3 separate regions of the Mus musculus genome follow, and all the other regions are linked to region 1. A link is a contact called in public HiChIP or PLAC-seq and promoter capture Hi-C data. All regions are on one chromosome and are shown on one strand. The core of a region is the stretch at or near the end of the contact, and the rest is flanking DNA. Distances in the headings are between cores, read along the strand shown.

Region 1 (3,895 bases), core at 359-2,858:
AAAATATGTTCTTTGAGATAACTGCATAGCTCAGAAACAACAGCAATAACAGATAAGAGAACAGGAGAAGGTGCTAAAGTGGAGAGAGTTGAAAGACACAGTAACACTCCTGGTTTAGGGCTGGCAGATCACAATCTGGCATAATCAGGGTGGCCAGGCCAGGGAGTTTAGAGGCTTGGAAGTAAGCTATTCCTGGCCAGGCCACCAAGTAGTTGTGTCCATAGAATCTTTCTGAATCTCTTCCACATTAAAAGAGAAAACAGTTGTTTTCCGAGATTCTTTTCTTCTATAGCACCCCACCCCCCATCAAGCCCCTCTCCCAATGGCCACTACACAGGGGCCTTCCAACGGCCCGCCAAGAAGACCTGGCCACTCAGGCTAGGATAGACATGAAACTGGCCTAAGAATTACATGCTGTGTTTTACAATCTCAAAACATTACTCAGCAATCCTGTACCACTGCTATCCCAGAAGCAATCCTGCTAACACAACCTGATGGAGTCGATGGAAGGGGGGAAATGGTCTTTTGCATCTGTACAGCTAAGGCTAAGGTCAAGTTAACTTGGTCTAGACCTGGCTAAGCCTTTCCTTGATAAAAAGAACCCGCCCTACGAGGGCGTGAGATGATGTCTCTGGATGGATTAAACAGCAGAAAACCAGATACCAGCTAGTTTCTTTCTTTCTATTTTTTTTCTCGCTCTCGTTTAAACTTACTGTTGCTCTCATAAAAAGCATCAGGTTCCAAAATGGTACAAGCGGAAGAAGACATAAGGCACTTCTCAGCTCCCAAGGGGAATTACCACTCCCCCCCCCCCCCCCATTCCCTGTTTCTTTTCCTTTTAAGTGGTCTGGGGCCTGCCAGGCAGCGCCATGTCCAGGCCGGGACCCGCGCCGAGGGGAACTTTCCTCCGCTGCGCCCGAGACAATGCGGCGGCCAATGCCCGCGCCTCCCCGCCGCGCAGGGAGAGAGCGCCCCTGGAGAACCGGGAAAAGTGCCGAGGAGAAGGAAAGCGCCCCCAAGGGCCGGGAGAGCACCCCAGAGGAGAAGGAGAGAGTCCCAATGGGAGGGGAGAGTGCCCGGGAGGACAGAGAAAGCGCCCCAGCGGACTCCGGGAGCGCCCCGGCGTCTGCCCGGGCCTCCTCCCGGAGCGGGGAGCCTTGCGCCCCGGGCGCACACCCCCAACCCGGGTCTCCTCCGCGGAGCAGGGGAACGTGCGCTCCGGCGCTGCGGCTGCGGAATCCCCGGGCCGCCCGGCCAACCCCTGCAGAGCCGGCCGCGCGCCCCGCACGCCCCCGGCTGGTGCTCTGCGGACGGACGGGGACACCCGGAGCCCACAGGGGGTGTGCGGGTGGCCGTGCAGCGCCCCACCGCGCCTGTTCCCGCCGCCCCGCCGCCTCGCCACTCACCGGGACCGGGCGGGCCGCTGGGCATTATTCCATCGCGGGCGCGGCGAGGCCGGGCGAGGCGCGGGAGCCGAGCGCGGCGCAGGAAGGGGCGGGCGACCATGTGCCGAGGAGGGGGGAGGAGGAGGCCGGCGACGCGGAGCCGCTCTCTCGAGCCCGCTCGGCGGCGGCGGCGGTGGCGGCGGCGGGAGCGGGCTGCAGGAAATCCAAACACTTCGGCAGGAAATCGGAATCCTGACTAAGCACTCCCGGCCCGCGGCTGCCCCGCTCCGGGGGCTCCCGCCGCGTTTAACCCTTGGCCCGCCGGGCACACTTCAGGGCACAGGAGTATAGGGCAGTGTAGGAGATTCATGGGGTGGGCCTCCTTCTTGGCCACAGAAGGCAGAGGTGGGGCTTATCAGCAGAGAACCTTGGCCTTGAAGTGGGGCTTGCTAAAGCTGGGACACCAAAAGACTGTGGCCTCTCTCCCATCCTGCACTGTCTTCTCCTAGGCTACTTTCTCCTGTTCCTTTCCGTGGATTTCTATCTTCTTACCCAGTGCCTGGAGGCAAAACCTTTTGGATAGCACAGAGATGATCTGGCTAGCATTCGAGCATTCCAGGCTCTGAACCCTGGTTGGAAAATGGCCTTTTTCTCTTTCCTGCAAGTGATACTTCCTTGAGGCTTAGTTTCCCAATCAAGAAAGGAGTGTTCGTAGACTTAATTTGAAAACAAGATGCTTAGACTGGCATGTTGGAGACATCAATGATATCTGTGCTTGGGTATTACTGCACACTAGAGATGTCAGAGAAGGGAGGCTTCTAACTTGTGGGCTGTGTGTTCTGCATGTCTGTGTGGACCTAGCTCGGGGGCAGGTCTGGCCCAAGGGTGTCAGTTTCTCCCTAATTACTGGTGATTATTTTTCTTTGAGTCTTCCAGAAACTGCTGTCTGAAGAAGAAAAGATCAGCCACTGCGTAGTAGAGACCCCTTTCTGGTAAAATTAGAAACTCACCAGGCCTCACAAGATTGGAGATTTTGTTCTTAACCTGAGGGTGGGAGACTTGGGGGGAGGGCGCGTTAATAAGCCTTGAGCTGCTCCAGGGGGGTTAGGAGAACTAGCCAGGGAGTCTGGGCTGCCATGGGGAGTGATTCATTGTGGTTTCCCGAGGAAATGCCACACTTTACCTGTAGGCTGCAGTTTGGTGGTTTTACTTGAGTGTTTGAGATTCCTCTGACTCTCAAGACATAGAGGAAGGACCGCGTGTGGGCAAGTGAGAACTGAAATGACCATGCTGGGAACTGAAACTTGGGTACCAGCTCTATCTCCCAAGGACAAACAGACCTGTGCTTGGCACCCAAAGGCATGTCTCTTCTTCAACACTTTCTGTAGTTACAGGTCACAGGTAAAGCTCCAAGCTGGGCCCCAAGAACCTGGAATGCCTGCCCCTCATAGCCACCATCCTATTGGAAAGAACCTCTACCCAACTGAGGTCGGCAGATAAATCACAGAGCAGAAGTCGGGCCCTCACAGTTCACCGTTTGATCCACTGTGTCTGACACCCCCACATCCTCACCACCCGCACCTCTCCCAACATCCTGCCCCTGGTCCTGTTGCTGCATAGCTCCTGTCTCTATTGTATCTTTCCGGATGCTTGCTTAACATTTCCCCATGGCTAAGCTGCATCACAGCAGAATTCTTGACTGTCTCTTGTGTTCCCACTCTCAGTGCCAAGAACCATACGAGCACATGGGAGCCCCTCAGTCAGCACATGTTGGATATAAGGGGCAAAGACTAGAAATCCAAATCTGTCATCCAAGCATGCCAATTCACTCTCTCCCTCAGCTCCCTGAATCCTTTACTCAGAGACTTGATGTGAAGTGTTCAGTGTAATGGAAGAAGCTCCAGTGGGCTCTGCTAATGGTCCTGGGAAATGAACGCTGTGAACAATTAGGACTGTCAGTTGACATAACTGTAGTCTCTTTGGCACATCACCAGTTAATTATGCCCTCCTCTGTGCTTCCCCAGCATCTCCTCATTAAAGGTCTTGACTATTGGGCCAGGGCATGGTGGCACATGCCTGTACTCCCAGCTCTCGGAAGGATGAGAAGTTCAAGGTCGTGTTTAGATACATAGGGAATTTGAACCTCACCTAAGCTGCTTGAGACCCAGTCTCAAAAAACCAAAAAGACTACTTGTTGCATTATATGTCATATTAAATGGCAAGCCATTCTGCAGTGAAGGGAAGGGAAGGGAAGGGTCCACATTAATGACCCCTTGCTCTAAGGAAGGCCTTAGGACCAAGGTGAATTAAATCTGCTTAGCATTGGCCAAGGGACCCAATAGTTTCTTTGCATTTGTTCTCCAAACAGACAAGCAAGAAATTAACCCATCCTTTCACTATTCACCCCTCCCCCCTTTTCTCCTCCCTCCTTTGTTCTGCTTGGGTTCACTTCCCAGATGAAGTAACCGTACCTAACTCCTGGTCTCCAGTTTTGCTTCTGAGACAACTCA
Region 2 (4,064 bases), core at 350-2,849, 160 kb after region 1:
ATTCCATCCCTTCACGACCACTCAGACCATCCTAGACACTTCTGCTATATGACCATCATATACTCTCTCCAGCAGTAGCAGTGGCAGCAGCAGGAGCAGCAGCTCACCATGGCAACTACCAACATTGTCATCATTCACTACCTACCACGCCCGTCATATATCTTCTATTGCCTTGGAAAATCCATTCTGAAAACATTACCACCTTGTTCATACATTTATGTATGAAGCTCAGATATTGTTTTAGTCCCAGCATGGCTTTTGCTGTCTATTTCCCATTCTCTTATTCACTGTTTGTGTCCCAGAGCTCTGTCCACCCCAAGCTAGAGGCCCTCTTCTGCCTTGTCTTATTTCTGGATCTGTATACATCCTCCAAGATGGAATTTCTTTTTTCTTTTTTTCCCGTCCTGAATAATCTGGCTATTCCCCTGTAGCTAAGGAACTGAGTGTCTCTTGAGACCCTGGGGGCTGTTAGGCTTTTTACCCGGCAGCAACAACCTCATATGGCAGACTTTATCATTAATGATACCTTTGAGTATTTTATACATGCCAGCTTCTCATTCACCCGAGGAGGGAGGCAGGGAACCAGATGACCAAGCATTCTTTCTAGTTCCTATATCATAATTATCACTTGCTGAGGGAGCTGGTATGAGATGACTTTAGCTGATTTACAGAACTATTTTCTGGTATGGGCTGCTAGCTCGTTGCTGAGGCAGAGGGAAGATTCAGTGGCAAGGTGCCCTTTCTATCTTGCTACTTCTAGAAGCAGCAGCTTCTGCTTTCGAGTCAAAGCCTGGTGGCCTCTGGGGGGCCAGACAAAAACTTATATGCTTTTCAAAGCATGAGTCATTGGTCTTTTTTGTGACTGTCCTCTGTTTTAAGAACATGGTAATTACTGAATCTGGGAGCACAGCTGTCCTTGGGGTGTGTATCAAACCATCTGGTCCCCACGATGTTCCCAAGTTACTTTCGTACCCAGTGGGCTTTTGTTTCTACCTTGTGAATTCACCTGATCACCACATCGACTGCCTGCTCATTGTCCTCTGTTGTGTCTTTGGCATGTTTCCTCTTATTGTTTGATGGCCTAGACAGCCCTGCCTGATGTTCCTGAGGTCACTGCATTAGGCAATATCCCAGGAACAATGATCATAGTGATATTTTTAGAGAAGGCCATGTGAGGCGATGGAAATTGTACGCAGTGTTCAGTATCCATGCCTGTGATTCAGATTTGGGCTCATCCACTCATGCGCAGGCTAAGTGACCTGAGTCTGAAGGGCCTCAATTTCCCATGAGACCATCTAACATAATGGCACCACCCGAAGAGTTATGGTGATTAAATGAAACAACAGAGCATTTGATTTAGAGCAATTCATAGCACTTACTAGATCCCTCTTTTTTTTTTAAAGCCAATTTAGTTCCTACTCCTCTTGAGCTTTCATTATAGCATCTTGATTGGAGAGAATTAAAATGCAGTTGAGATTGCTTTCCTGAGAAACCAAGGGACAATATTTCTCAAGCAATTATCTCCAAAGGAGAGCTAACCTGGGAAGAAGGATATTTACATAAGAGGTGACTCAGTCTCTGGGTGATTTATGTCTCCTGTATACACCATGCTGGGAGGGGGTTGCAGACATGGTCTCTACCCTCTATGCAGCTCTCTTTATAGTTGTGTCCACCTGATATTTTGCACATATCCATCAGTGCTGTCAGAATGAAGGGGCAAAAGAACTAAGCAGCTCCAACCCATCATTCATTGTTGGTGAACCAAAACTGCCTATGGTATCTCGGAGGTCTAGGTTGAATTCTTTTCATGTTCCTAGCTGGTTTTCCAATATTGACAGGTCTGTTCTCTTACTAAACCCCAGTTTCTTTGTCTACAAATAGATGTAGGAAATCTTACTCATCTTCAAGATGATTTAAGTGTGAAGGGAGGAAAGATCTGAACCCCAGTTGCTTCATAATGAAGAGTGAATTGCAGCATAAAATGGAAAAGACCAAAGCAGGACTCAGATATAGTTTTGTGGTCTATTACTAAAACAATTAGAAGCATTTTATGGTGCTTGTTGCCTTCCTCATTAGACTGGTTTCTTTCATATATCACATGTATAGGGTTTCTCATGACCTACCTCTGTCATCTTGGATTAGACCCTTCAGGCTAATATGATTGCTTCTGGGTCAACCCCTATAACCACTTGATTTTTCTTCCCACTCTGAAGCTAGGACTAGTGCCACTCAAAGCCTCTGCTAGGCTGTGAGGGAGGTATGAAAGCTGAGATAATGTTGGGAAGACAAATACCATACTACTCAGAGAAGCATTTTTAAGGATCAAGGAACTGCCATGATAATACTTTAGCTGGAGGTTTTTAAACATTGACCCAGGCAGGCAGAAATTCAACTTCACAAGTAGAACTAGCTATCCCTCCTAATACATACCAAATCTCATTCCCAATGCACTTCTCAGATTTCTCATTCTATTATCTACTTCCTGCCTGTCATTATTATTAATTTATATGGCTGGATCAATAATGGTTCTCCTTCCTCACTCGTTTTCTAACCACCAGATCTGCAACTGTTACTTACATAGATGGTAAAAAGACTTCAAATATTAGCCTAAAGATTTACAGATTATGTAGGTAGATTACAGATAATGTAATCACAGAATCCTCCTAAGAGTGATATGGAGGAGGTGAAAGATGGTGAGATCAGGGGTTGGAGTGCTGGGATTTGAAGATGGTGGAATACAAGTCAAGAAACACATACTAAACACTACAGAGGGGAAAGAAATCAATTCTATCTGCTCACAGCCTCCAGAAGAAGGCAATCTTGCTAATACCTTTAGTCCAATAATGTGAATTCCAGACTTCCAGTTTGTAAAACATATGACAATGGATGTGTATTGCTTTAAGCTGCGACTATTATTATTATTATTATTATTATTATTATTATTATTGTGATAATTTGTCATAGTACCAATAGGATAGTTATACAATATAAAAATAAGAGCTACCCTATGTCGAGCCAGCTGCTCAGCTAAGTGCTTTTGTATTATTTCACAGAACTCTCACAATGACAGTTGGTGTCTGTGGTTGTTAGTATTCTGTGTCAATGGACCAGATTGAGATTTGTGAGACATACTCTTTCACTTACAGAAAGAAAATCTTGTGGGATAGAGGTCCCTCGATCTAATAAAAGAGAAAAGGAGACAACCAACCAAATACCAGCATTGACTTTCTCTGCTTCCTCATCCACCATGGCTTCACAACAATCGCAAACTGACCCCTGACTCCACCCGGAACCTGAGCCCAAACAAACCCTTTCTGTCTAACGTTGAGTCTGTCAAGTGTTTTGTCACAATTTAATGGTAATTGTTGCCATTAAAGCTTAATTCATTCATGCTCAAACAGAATAAAAATGATGTGCCATGTTTTTCTGAACACACATTCTTCAGACGAAGGCTGTCTAATGTGTACAGACATCTGAGGGCAGAGACAGAAACTGCCACTTACCGATCTATGCTGTCTGCTCAGAGAACATTTCCCTGTTCCTTTCCTCACCTCTTGGCAACCTTGTGTCTGTCTGGGGCTTCCTCAATAGACCAGATTCCCACTGTTCTGAGCAGATCTCCATCCTTATGCCTGGCTCTGTACTGTCCCATGACCATCCTTTTCTCTTTCGTCTCAGCTAGTAAACAGTATCTCCTCCATCCCATCTCAATAGTCTCAAATTTAAAGCATCCACCGAGATCTTCTAGTCCCTGTGGCTGGCTGTTTTACTGGATTGGGACTCTTGTTAAAGGTGGTGTAATCAGGGAAGTTGTCTTAGGTAGGGTTCCTATTGCTGTCAAGAAACATCATGACTGGAAACATGACCAGGAAAGGGTTTATTTCGGTTTATCTTCTACATCACTGTTTAGCATCAAAGGAAGTAAGAACAGAACAGAGCAGGTACTAGGAAGCAGGAGCTGATACAGCGACCAGTAGGGGTGGGGTGCTGCTTACTGACTTGCTCAGCCTGTTTTCTTATAGAACCCAGGACCATCAGCTCAGGAATGGTACCATCCACAAATA
Region 3 (3,657 bases), core at 795-3,294, 230 kb before region 1:
TGGGTCTGATTAGAGGCAGCACCTGTCAGTCACACCTGCAGCAGCTTCACTCAAGTGCTCCTGCATCTCACTTCACCCTCACAGGAGCCTGTTCAGGTCTCAGTAAGGCACTGCTCTCTACCCATGATAAACTGCCGACTTGGAGAGATCAGTGCCTGCGAGGCTCACTCACTGTACTTAAAGTTTCACTCATTACCTGTTCTTACTCACATATATTATGGAAACACAATATAAAACAAGTTCTCATATCTTCTTACATGGTTAATAAAGCCAAGGAAATTAAAAGGCTCTCAGCTTTTTGGCTGAGGTGGCTAATGAGGTGCTTCCTGGTCACCAGAGGAAAGAGGAGACTCCCAAGACATCCCCTGCATGCGTGGGGGCAAATGCGCCTGCCCTTTGTGAGCACTTTTGACAGCTCTGCCTTGCTCCTGGGAAAGTGACCTCATACAAATAAGAAAGCATCGGTGGGGCTTCAGTCCATGTCATCACTTGGCATCCTCCCAGCAAAGCTTGGTGGTTTTGCTCATGTATCGTAACCCTTAGAGACTCTCTTTATCTGTAGCATGAGAGTATCTGGGATTACTCTGAGAAAATACAAGCAAGCAATGGCTCCTATAAGTACCTTTGAGGCATAAAGTTTTAAAGTTATTTAAAAAACTAAAATTGTTCTTTCATTTTTTATAACAGTTTTTAAGTAACAAGTATTGCAAAAGTGGGTTAAAAATTACTAATGCAATTTGCATGAAAATGAAAATCACGCAACATACAAGTGCTTACTCTTAAGGGGTCTGTCTTCACGCAAAAGAGGTGCAGCATTTCTCTCTTCCCCAGAAGCCATCAAAAGCAACTCTGGATTAGTACTCATCTCTCATGTATGAATATGAAAAACGTATATGCCGCCTTCGTTTCCAACTCTGAGAGTAGATAACTCTCCTCTGCTCCTTTCCTTCCCAGCGTTCTCTTTCAGGTACGGACTGAAGGCAGGGCCTTGGCCATGCTGCACTGAACCATCTCCTTTATCTTTCTCCATTTCTTTCCAAGGATGCATGACAGGAAAGGCATATTGCCTTAGCTTTTATCTTCTAGCATCTAGCCGTGTGCTTCGGATGCTAGAATGTTTTCTGTGTGTGTGTGTGTGAAGTGAATGTTTGAAGGGGGAACAGACTGAAAGAAAGAAGACAGCACAAGCTTGAGCCAGTTTTTGTCTTCAGTATGTCCAGAATGGTCAAAGGCAGATACGGACATTTTGAAAGACAAACGCTAGATGCCTGATGCTAAGTTAGAGCACCCAGGCTGAAGTCTGGGCTCTCTCTCACTGTCGGTGCAGTCCTGCGGGCTATGCATAGATGAGAAAGAGGTGTGGCCACAGGGAGCAGGTGCTCACAGAGAAGACTCAGAGTTCAACTACACAGGACTCATGAAAAAGACTTCACCCCTGAGCAGAAGCAGCTGAGATGACAAGAAGCCTATTATTTTTAATTAGAAAAGGGAAGGTATGTGATAGATTGGTTGTGACAGAGACAATGTCACAGGTTACCCCAAAGGTTGGGGTTTGGGCAGCCAGGTGCCATCTCAAGGAGAGAATATGACAATGATAAAGCAGAGCTGAGCCTCCCTTCTCAGCTTTCTACAAGTGTAAGTCACAAGCAAGAGGTGTTACCTGGACGCAGAACAATCGTTCTTCTTGTAAGGACAGCACGTTAGGCCAACTATTTAAGCAGAACCAGCTCAGAAAGCTTTTAAGTATGTTTTCGCAACAAGAGCCTGGACACCGTCCCAGGGAGAGCACTGCCTGGGCATGCTTGCCTCACACTGGGCTGCCAGGGCTCGACACGTACCCATCACTCTTCTTCAGCAGGAAGCCCTTCTTTTCACTGCCGTACTCCTTGTTGCCCTGGAGCTGATGCATGCTGTACCCACCTTGCCGGCTCTGAGAGTCCTGGAAAACAGAAGCACAGACTGGCAAATGCTGTGCTGCCCCTGAGCCTTTGCCTGCTGGCCTGTGCCTGGGGGAATTATGGACTTTGGGAGCTGTCCAGGCCTACCTTTTATTTTAGCAGAAGAAGTAGGACATGTCAATATTTTGCCTGACTCACAAACCAAGTCCTAGGCAGAGCCCAGGGTCCGGGTCTAGTTTAGTACTGATTCAAACACAAAAGAAACAGGGCTCTGATTTAGGCTCAGTGTTCACTCACAGCAGGAAGCAACAGGAAGGGCTAAATGGGAAGAGAATGCAGGGAGTGTGCAAGCTGGCAGTGTCTTCCCTCGGCTGTACCTATTCTCCTTTACGTGTGTGCTGGAGTCCTCTAAATAAAGGACATCTTCATTAAAAAGATTTCGGAGCAGGGCACTGGCAATCAGCATACAAATCTTGTAACTATCTATACACTGAGCATCTATAATTAAAGTATCTGAATTCTGAAACCTTTTGATTACTGAAATGCCCAAAACCATCCTGGATTTGGGAGCGGTTTGGACCTCCTGAGTTACCCAGTTAGTAAACTATGCAAACATTCCACAAAAGGAACAATCTGCCTACGGCTCTCTGCAAAACAGACTGATGCCGATGAGTTTAGTCTGAAATCAGCATCCTACGGTGTGAAAAGTCTAGGATGTGACAAAGCATGCACACTCCAGCAAAAGAAACAAGCAAGCCTGCTTTCACTTTGGCACTCCACTGGTACCTAGCCGTGGACGCTAAGGACAGAAAGACAAGACACAATGGCCATACTATGAAAATCCAAGAAGTAAAATACAAATGAAACAAATAAACATATAGTGGAGTTGCAGCAAGAGGACAAGTCTCTAGGTACATAGTAGGACAACGCATTCTCACAAATGTATTAACTTACTCTTCTAGACTTCGATCAGGAAGGGCAAAGCAACAAAGAAAAAAAAAGGCAGAAGATTGAAAATAGTTAATTGTGTTAAAAGCTCTGTCAGCCATTACTTAAGCAGTTTATAAAATATACATAGAAAAGATTATTGTAAAGATGTACCAAAAAACACATCCATGATCATAATAGAATCTGGATGATAAAGCAGTAAAATATTTCTATACCAATCAAATCAAGTGTTACATATTTTAGCTCATGTGTGGTGAGGAGATAAACACAATGAAGATGATAAGGCGTACATTTCTCAGTAAATGGTAACATCATTCAAAATGTGGGAACACAGAACCAATGCCTCAGTAAAACCAAAATAAACTGAAAACTCAGAATATCAGAGCCACATATTGTGATGTCCTCTGTATTCTTGTTTCCCAATTGAAATGTGCATGTGTGTGTGCATGTTAGTGGATGCACCCACATACGTAGGTACCCATGTGCCATTCTCCTAGGTCCAACAGTGTGTACTTGCAGAGTCTTGGGATCCAATGTATAAGGCTTTGTAGAGGATGCTTGCACTCTGACCACTCCTCTCCTTCTCTCCCAGAAGGCTTTACCCAGTAGGCTGAGACTGATGAAAGGGGTTACAAGTGACATTCTTTTTGTCTGTCTGTCTGTCTGTCTTCCTTTCTTTTACTCTAAAGATAATTTTATTTTATTAACATTTATTTTATCTATATGAATGTGTTGCCTCTGTGTACCATGTGCATGCCTGGAGTTCAGAAGAGGGAATCAGATCCCCTGCAGTAGGAGCTAGGGGTGGTTG

Evidence for each region. Promoter capture Hi-C pulls out the DNA fragments that hold promoters and counts their contacts. HiChIP or PLAC-seq counts read pairs in DNA pulled down with a chosen protein or histone mark.
Region 2: a contact with region 1 is called in a FOXA1 HiChIP or PLAC-seq map of pancreatic cancer cells. The contact joins the enhancer-like site here to the promoter of Asap1 in region 1. A contact is called at or near these places in 3 of 39 promoter capture datasets (the 3T3-L1 cell line, hippocampal neurons and pre-B cells), 3 of 484 Hi-C or Micro-C datasets (the N1E-115 cell line, adipose-derived mesenchymal stem cells and uterus), 3 of 115 datasets of contacts at active chromatin or transcription factors (embryonic fibroblasts, neural progenitor cells and pancreatic cancer cells) and 1 of 9 other capture datasets (adipose tissue).
Region 3: a promoter capture Hi-C map of liver shows a contact between it and region 1. The contact joins the enhancer-like site here to the promoter of Asap1 in region 1. A contact is called at or near these places in 15 of 39 promoter capture datasets (the 3T3-L1 cell line, the C10 cell line, the HPC-7 cell line and 11 more), 10 of 484 Hi-C or Micro-C datasets (the AML12 cell line, bone marrow-derived macrophages, cochlea and 5 more), 5 of 115 datasets of contacts at active chromatin or transcription factors (bone marrow-derived macrophages, memory CD8 T cells, neural progenitor cells and 2 more) and 2 of 9 other capture datasets (adipose tissue and liver).

Annotation. Positions count from the first base shown.
Region 1 is chr15:64,381,311-64,385,205 of GRCm38.p6, forward strand. It overlaps Asap1 (ArfGAP with SH3 domain, ankyrin repeat and PH domain1), which reads right to left and starts at 1,609. Exons shown (of 31, transcript NM_010026.3): 1 at 1,407-1,609.
Region 2 is chr15:64,541,507-64,545,570 of GRCm38.p6, forward strand. All of the region lies in intron 1 of Gm30632 (a long non-coding RNA gene), which reads left to right. Among named protein-coding and RNA genes, the nearest start is that of Gm30632, 9.5 kb to the left of the region's middle. Within about 2 kb of position 1,600, at least 46 of the 459 cell types and tissues checked have an H3K27ac peak or open chromatin away from gene starts, as enhancers often do. A contact at or near this core is called in the N1E-115 cell line, adipose tissue and pancreatic cancer cells, where this site is marked.
Region 3 is chr15:64,150,992-64,154,648 of GRCm38.p6, forward strand. It overlaps Asap1 (ArfGAP with SH3 domain, ankyrin repeat and PH domain1), which reads right to left. Exons shown (of 31, transcript NM_010026.3): 12 at 2,853-2,861; 13 at 1,839-1,939. Among named protein-coding and RNA genes, the nearest start is that of Gm20717, 55 kb to the left of the region's middle. Within about 2 kb of position 2,045, at least 42 of the 459 cell types and tissues checked have an H3K27ac peak or open chromatin away from gene starts, as enhancers often do. A contact at or near this core is called in bone marrow-derived macrophages, embryonic stem cells, liver and 1 more, where this site is marked.